Linked DNA regions of Canis lupus: region 2 is linked to region 1. The links are chromatin contacts, called in public Hi-C maps. All regions are on one chromosome and are shown on one strand. The core of a region is the stretch at or near the end of the contact, and the rest is flanking DNA. Distances in the headings are between cores, read along the strand shown.

The links. Hi-C and Micro-C count contacts between places; a contact is called where the count stands out from the background.
Region 2: a Hi-C map of blood shows a contact between it and region 1, with 4 times the contacts expected there. The contact joins the promoter of RPS19BP1 here to the promoter of TNRC6B in region 1. A contact is called at or near these places in 4 of 9 Hi-C or Micro-C datasets (amygdala and blood).

The regions. Positions count from the first base shown.
Region 1 is chr10:26,053,497-26,056,786 of UU_Cfam_GSD_1.0, reverse strand. TNRC6B (trinucleotide repeat-containing gene 6B protein) reads left to right here and starts at 1,667. Exons shown (of 25, transcript XM_038550487.1): 1 at 1,667-1,890.
Region 2 is chr10:26,478,586-26,482,180 of UU_Cfam_GSD_1.0, reverse strand. It overlaps RPS19BP1 (active regulator of SIRT1), which reads right to left and starts at 2,044. Exons shown (of 4, transcript XM_038550502.1): 1 at 1,888-2,044; 2 at 1,597-1,725. The coding sequence starts at 1,939.

The DNA.
Region 1 (3,290 bases), core at 418-2,917:
GGATTTGGGATGGTAAAATGTTAATTACCCGAGACGGAATGTGGGCTGGAGTCCAGAGCTGTGCTCCTGGAGATCATTTCTGTCCCAGAGGCTGGGGCTGGCTCTTTGGCAGTGGGTCCTTAGCATCCTGCCCTCCCCTGGCTGGAATGTTGGATTCACTTCTCTGAAAGCTGCCACAGAGAATCTAGTGGCGAGGAGCCAGAAGCACACGTCTTGCACTGCATCAGGGGCCACTCTGGAAGCTTCCCAGGAGCTGAAGGGCTGTTCCATTTGCATGTGATAAATTATTTATCTCTAAAGCAATTTATTCTTTATCTCTCTTTAAACTCTCCTTCTCCTTGTTTCTGGCTCTCGAAGTCTCTCTCTCTCTCTCTCTCTCTCTCTCTCTCTCTCTCTCTCTCTCCAAAGAGGGAGCTGGAAGATAGATGAGGGAGGGTTGAGGAGGTAGGCTTGGCACACAAGGATGGTAGAAATGTTCATTTATAAAGCTGAGAAAATAAACACAGAAGTAGATGGGCTTCTGGTCGGGAAACACCAAGATGGTTTACTTTAGGGTGGGGAGGAACGGGTGCCAGGGAGAAGGCGGTGGCGGCAGTAACAACCTCTCCGTAACTTTAGTCTCCCACAATGTCACCTCCAGAGACTGACGGGGGAACTTGCTTTCGGAATGAAACGTTTTTAAGACGTTGTGTTGGCAGGCAGGTAAGATGCGGGACGAAGGGAGAGGCGCCAGTGAAAAAGAGCGAAGGCTCTGGAACCAGCCTCCTAAGACCAGTGCCAGGTTCACCAATTACTTTCTATCTAGGTGACCTTGGGCAAGTGTCCTAATTCTCTTTAGAGCCTTCGTTTCTATCTGTAAAATTCAGAGAATGTAAAACCCACAGGTTCAAACAGATAATCCCTGTAAAGGACTGAGGACAGTCGTTGGCACAAAGGAGGCACAAAATAAACGACAGTCAGTATCATCGTCAGCTGCGGGCCAAACGACCGGAGTCCCCCAAACTCCCAAGCAAACAATTACCCGGAGCACGGAGCATCCAGGTCTGACTGACGCGCCTCCCGGCCCAATAAGGTACCGGGAAAGAACTCTGTGGAGTCGAACCAATGGCACCAGTCCTTGTTGTTGGACGGGGCTTCTGGCCGTTCCGCCAATAGCTTGAAGATGTGACTAAGGACTGACGTTCTGACGGTCCAATGACGCACAACCAGCCCACACTCAGCACTTCGAAGGGGATAAATCAAGGAGCCGGCGCGTATAGATTCCGTTATTAGGCAATACTGGATGGAGAGAGGAGCTCAGGGGAGACAGCGCGAGGGCGAGGCACCCATGAGCTAAAAAAAGAAAAAAGACGATGGTTGCGCCAAGTGAGCTCGGCCGCCATCATGCTCTAGTTTCCCCTTCGCCTCTCCGGGTCCGCGACCAAGGAAGCGGCCTCTGGGATGCTGAGGGGGTGTGTCCCCGAATGATTGGCGCAGGCGGCTCAGCCAATCCTAGCTCGTCAAACGGGAAGCGCTTGGCCAATGAGGGGCGACGGCAGCGGCGAGGACTCGGAGGGGCGGAACAGCAGCTTGATGGGCACAAGCGCCAGCCAGTGAGAGCCGGAAGCATCCTCCCTGCGGCCAATGGAGTGGGGCTCTGGGCGGGCCCCCGAGTGTTTGTGTTGTGGTTTTGGGGGAGGGAGGCGGAGGGGAAAGTTTGTTTATTTTGTTTTTAGTTTCTGGGGTCCCCGTGTTTCTGGGAGGTGAAGAGGGAGGGAGTGACCCCCCCGCGCCCCCTCAGTCCCCCTACTACGTCGCCTCCATAGCCTGCGGAGAAGCGGGGACCGCGCGCATCGCAGCGCATCGCCTCACAGCGGAACGCCGCGCACTCGGAGCCGGCGCGGCTCGGCGGTGAGTGAGGACCGACGGCCACTGCCGCCCTTCCCCTCCCCCGCGCACCGCCCAGTCCGAGCGGGGCGGCCGGGTGGGCGAGGACGCCCGCGGGAGCGCGCGGCGCGGGCCGGCCTGTCAAGCTGAGGCGCAGCGTGTGCGTGTCCTCGCGAGTGAGCGCGCGCGGCGGGGACAGGGCCGGAGGGGGCGGGAGCGCGCGCGGGCCCCGGCGGGGGCGGGGGCGGCGGCAGCGGCGGCGGCGGCGGCGTGGAGCTCGCGCTCCGTGGGGGCGGGCGTGCGGTGGGTTTGACCCCGGGTCGGGGAGGGACGCGGGCGACGTCCCGCGCGCAGGGCAGGGGCGCCCCGAATGGCGGGGCCGGCGGGCGGGCGCGCGCGGCTCTGGGCGTCACGCGCCGGCAGGTGTGAGCTGGGGGAGGGCTTCCGGGTGGGCTGGTCGAGTCGGGTTCGCTTCCCGTCGCTGGGCGGGGGGGCGCCTCCAGGGCGGGGAGGGGCTCCCCGTGGCGGCGGAGAGCGGGGGGCCCTCGGAGGCGCGTCGGGCCCCCTGCCTGGCTGGGGGGCAGGTAGACGGAGGCGTCAGGCCCCCGAGCGCCCCGGTGGCTGCCTGCGCGGCACCGCGGGACCTGCGTGGCAGCGTGGACGCGTTCCCCTGATTAATCCGGGCCGGGGAAGGGGGTGTCGCGCCCCTCATCCCAGAGCCCTGCGGCGTGGCCACCTTCGAGAGGCTGTCCAGGCTTTCCACGAGGAAATGGGACGAGCCGGCGCCAGGAGTGTTTCCTGTCTCCCCCTGAGTTGGCATCCCTTGGGTCCAAACCAGTGGGTTTGTCAGCCCACGGGGGGCCAGATACCCCAAAGTGGCCGAGGTCGCCCCGTAACCGTAGCTGCTTGTTGGGCATCTTAAGTAAGGACCAGCCCATCCTCAGTTCTCTAGGCAGAGTGTGCCGACCTCGGTCTCAAGATTCCTTGCTTCTTCGTGGATCCTTTGGCTGTTTTATTACTCTTTAGCATCTATGCTAGAAATTGTGCGAGGAATAAGACGAATTTCAAGTTGGTCATTTGTATTACAGTCTAAGCGAAATTATGCAACAAAATTGGCGAGAGGTATTTCTCCATAGTGAATAAAACGTCATTGGTTGCCTCCCCGCACCCCAGGAGTTAAGCGTATAGAAAGAAGGTGTATAAAAATCTCGCATCTTAGCATTTTGTGAAAGTTTAACAATAGAGGCTATTTCCTTCATAGTTGTGGGGACTTTCAATGGACCATAGCTTCCTGTTGATTTGGAGAAGCATCAATGATCTTGGCTTTGAGAATATATTTATTGTTTTGGTAATGTTATGTAAATGCCTCTCTAAAGACAGAACTTTTAGCACGTTGGTTTGCACCTCTACAGCGTGCTGTATCG
Region 2 (3,595 bases), core at 795-3,294, 430 kb before region 1:
ATGCAGGGCATACAGCAGAAAACAGAAACTCCAGCCCTCGTGGAGCTTACAGTCCAGAGCAAAGAAACACAATAAGCAAGGTAAATAGTATTTTAGAGAGTGATATTTTTTATGAAGAAAAATGCCACAGTGAAGAGAAATGAGGAATGTCAGGGGTGGAGGGTTGCAATTCTAAATAGGTGGGTCTGAGCAGGCCTCAGTGAAATGACGTTTTAGCAAAAACTCAAGGGGGGAGTGTGGGAAGAGTATTCTAAGCAGAGGGAACAGCCAGTGCAAAGAACCCGAAGAAGTGTGATCCTTGTGTTTGGAGAACAGAAAATGGCTAGACTGGGGAAGGGAGAGCAGGAGGAGAGAAGACGGAGGGGGGCGGACCATGCGGGGCCTCATTAGGTACCAAGTCCGATGGAAGCCATTGGAGGGTGTGGGGGTACTTCACAGGATCACTGGCTGCTGTGGTGAGAACAGGATTACCAGGTGGGGGAGTGGCGGTTTTAAGAGGCTTTTAAAATAAGCCAGGTAAGAGATGATGCAGCCCACACCGAGGTGGCAGCCACAGCGATGGCTAGAGAGTCCCCTCATCACCTGCGATGCAGTGTGACAGGGTGGTGGGACAAGGGCTGGGATTAAGGTGACCCGTGGCACCCTATGTTCCCGTCTCACATCAGCATCGCTGCTGCTCAATCGCGTCTCACTTTCCTGCCTCCACACTTTGGCTCGTGCTGTTTCCTGCTTGGAATTCACAGTTCAACAAACCCCTGAACATCCTTTATGTACCAGGCCCCAGGCCATTCAAAGACACACGGGAGCTCACCAGGCCCTGCCACATGTCCTAAGACCCCAGCATCCAGCCCGCACCTGTCCCTCCCATTAGGTGGCATCATATCTCCAAGGATGCTCTCCGGGAAACAGCTCTGTTCTGGGCACCTCCCTCTTTATCCTCCATCCTCAGCCAATTCAGCACTGCCGCTCATCAGCGCTCCCCGTCTTCACCACATCCTCCCCCCGGAGCAATCATCCCCGCACCATCGTGGCCGCGCAGGCTACAGTGCCTCGCACCGGAAAGGCAGCCAGTGAGAGCGCATCTCTGCAGACACGCTGCCTGGTTTCTACCTGTACCACCTGGGCAGGTGCCCGTTTCTGCATCTGAGGAATGGGGGTAATGACAGCGCCGACCTCACAGGGTGATCGCTTCTTTATGCAGGATTTGGAACAGCATCTTTTCCAGGCTTCTGTCTTGCCAGTGCTCAAAGCCACGAACTTCTCCCAACCCTGCCTCGCGCTCTTCTCGGGAGCTCTTCCCGTGGCTCACTCTCACACCCCCTCAGGTTCGGCCTTAACCGTCGCGCGCGCACAGAGGTCTGATTTGGCTTTTGATCCTCCGGCCCCGCCGCCGCCCCCCGCCTTACTGCGCAGCCTGACTCGGAAGCTCTTCGCGGCTCCTCTCCCCACGCGGGCGGCCGGGACGACGTGCTTCGTCCACCTCGTGCCCCCGGGACCCGGCTCCGCGCCCGGGGCACCCCCCAGGCAATGCCCGGCGGCCTCTCGAGCTCAGCCTCCAGCGCCCCCTCCCCAGGGGCCGCCCCCTCCCCAGCTCACCGAGCGCGGACTTGGGCACCTTCCCCTTGGCCGAGTTCCGCAGTTTCTGGGCTTGGGTCGCCTTCGCCTTCCGGCCCCGCTTGGCCCGAGCCCCGCTCGGCTTGGCCTGGCCCGGGGCGCCCTGGGGGGCTGCAGGGGAAGGGAGAGACGGGCGGACCCGGCTGACGGGGCGCGCAGGTCTTCCGCCCGCGCCACGCCTGGCTTGGAGCGTCCCGCACCCTCGGGGGTCCTGCCCGCCGCCCCCGCTGCCCCTCCGCCCGCGCCGCGCGTCCCGGGCCAGGCCCGCCTCACCCTCCGGCGCCCCCAGCAGCTCCAGGCCCCGCCGCAGCAGGGCGGCCGACATGGCTGCACCTAGCTCCGCCCACACACTCAGGCTACTTCCGCCTTGGCCGCCTTCTTGGTCTCCGCGGAAACCCGAGCGGGAACAGAAGGTTCCGGAGCGAGTGGCCGGAAGTGCCCGCCTGCCTTAGGACGCCTGCGCGTGGAGTCGCCGCTTCACTACGGAGAGGAAATAGGGGCGGGGCCTGGGGCGGGGCCAACCTGCCGAAGGACGCATTTGTTGTCCAATCCCAACCCAGCCGGCCCCTGGCGCACTAGGCCACGCCCACTCCGGGGAGCGGTCGGTTACCCTCCCTGGCGGGTGGGTCCTGGGGCTCGCGTCCTGCGGCCTCGTGGTGCCCGAGGGTTTTTCTGCATTACCAAGTTTTTCGATAAAGCGAAGTGTACAGCCGGATTCTTTTTTCTCCAAACATCAACCGAAGCAGCATATCGCACAGGTCGAGTAGGTTGAGAATCCAGCTGTCTTCCATTAAGTCGGACATGAGAAGAGGTTTGCAAAAATGCAAAACCCTATCAGTGGTTCCCCGCCCGTGTTTGGAAGATACAACTATTTCATTAGAAATATTTATTTCACATAAGGCCGGAAAAAAAGAGTATGTCTGACAACAACGTCACCGGGCCACTGGGTCTCCCACAGCTCAATATTTATACCATGCAATGGGTTTGCTATTGACTTTTTAAAAAATGAATTAATAGTTTTAAAAAGATTTTATTTATTTATTTATTATTAATTAATTAATTAATTTATTTATTCATGAGAGACACAGAGAGAGAGAGAGGCAGAGACACAGGCAGAGGGAGAAGCAGGCTCCCCTGATGTGAGACTCGATCCCAGGACCCCAGGATCACGACCTGAGCCCAAGGCAGACGCTTAACCACTGAACCACCCAGGTGCCCCATGAATTAATACATTTTGTTAACTTACTAAATTTTTTTTAAAGATTTATTTATTTATTTATTTATGATAGACATAGAGAGAGAGAGAGAGGCAGAGACACAGGAGGAGGGAGAAGCAGGCTCCATGCACTGGGAGCCCGACGTGGGATTCGATCCCGGGTCTCCAGAATCGCGCCCCGGGCCAAAGGCAGGCGCTAAACCGCTGAGCCACCCAGGGATCCCCAACTTATTAAATTTTAAAAATTAAAATTTTCTCAGTCTTAGTTTCTCATACTGGTAAATATCAATAGGTATTTACACATGGAAAAACTCTCTCGGATCCTGAATTTTTTTTTTTTTGAAAAATTTTTAAGAGTGTAGAGTCTCTTAGACCAAGAAGTTTGAGGACTTCCAGCCCAGAAATGACTCTTCTTACAGTGGGGAAGAACCTTGCCTTGTTCACAGCTCCACCCGCAGCTCCTAGCCCAGTACCTGGCATGCAGAAGGCACTCAATAAATGAGTAGTGAATGACGAGGAGTATGATTTGAGGGCCTTTTGTATGCCCTGCACTGTTGAGAGTGGGGCATAGAGATGACTCAGCTGGACCTGCTGGGCGGGCCTCACTGTCTGACATCCATCAGCTAGTCCTCAGGGGAGAGAACATTAAAATAGATGTTAATAATAGCAAATAGTATGTCAAGGTGTCAAGGTACTGTTTACATTTTTTTTTTAAGTTTTTTTTTATTTATTTATGATAGTCACAGAGAGAGAGAGAGAGGCAGA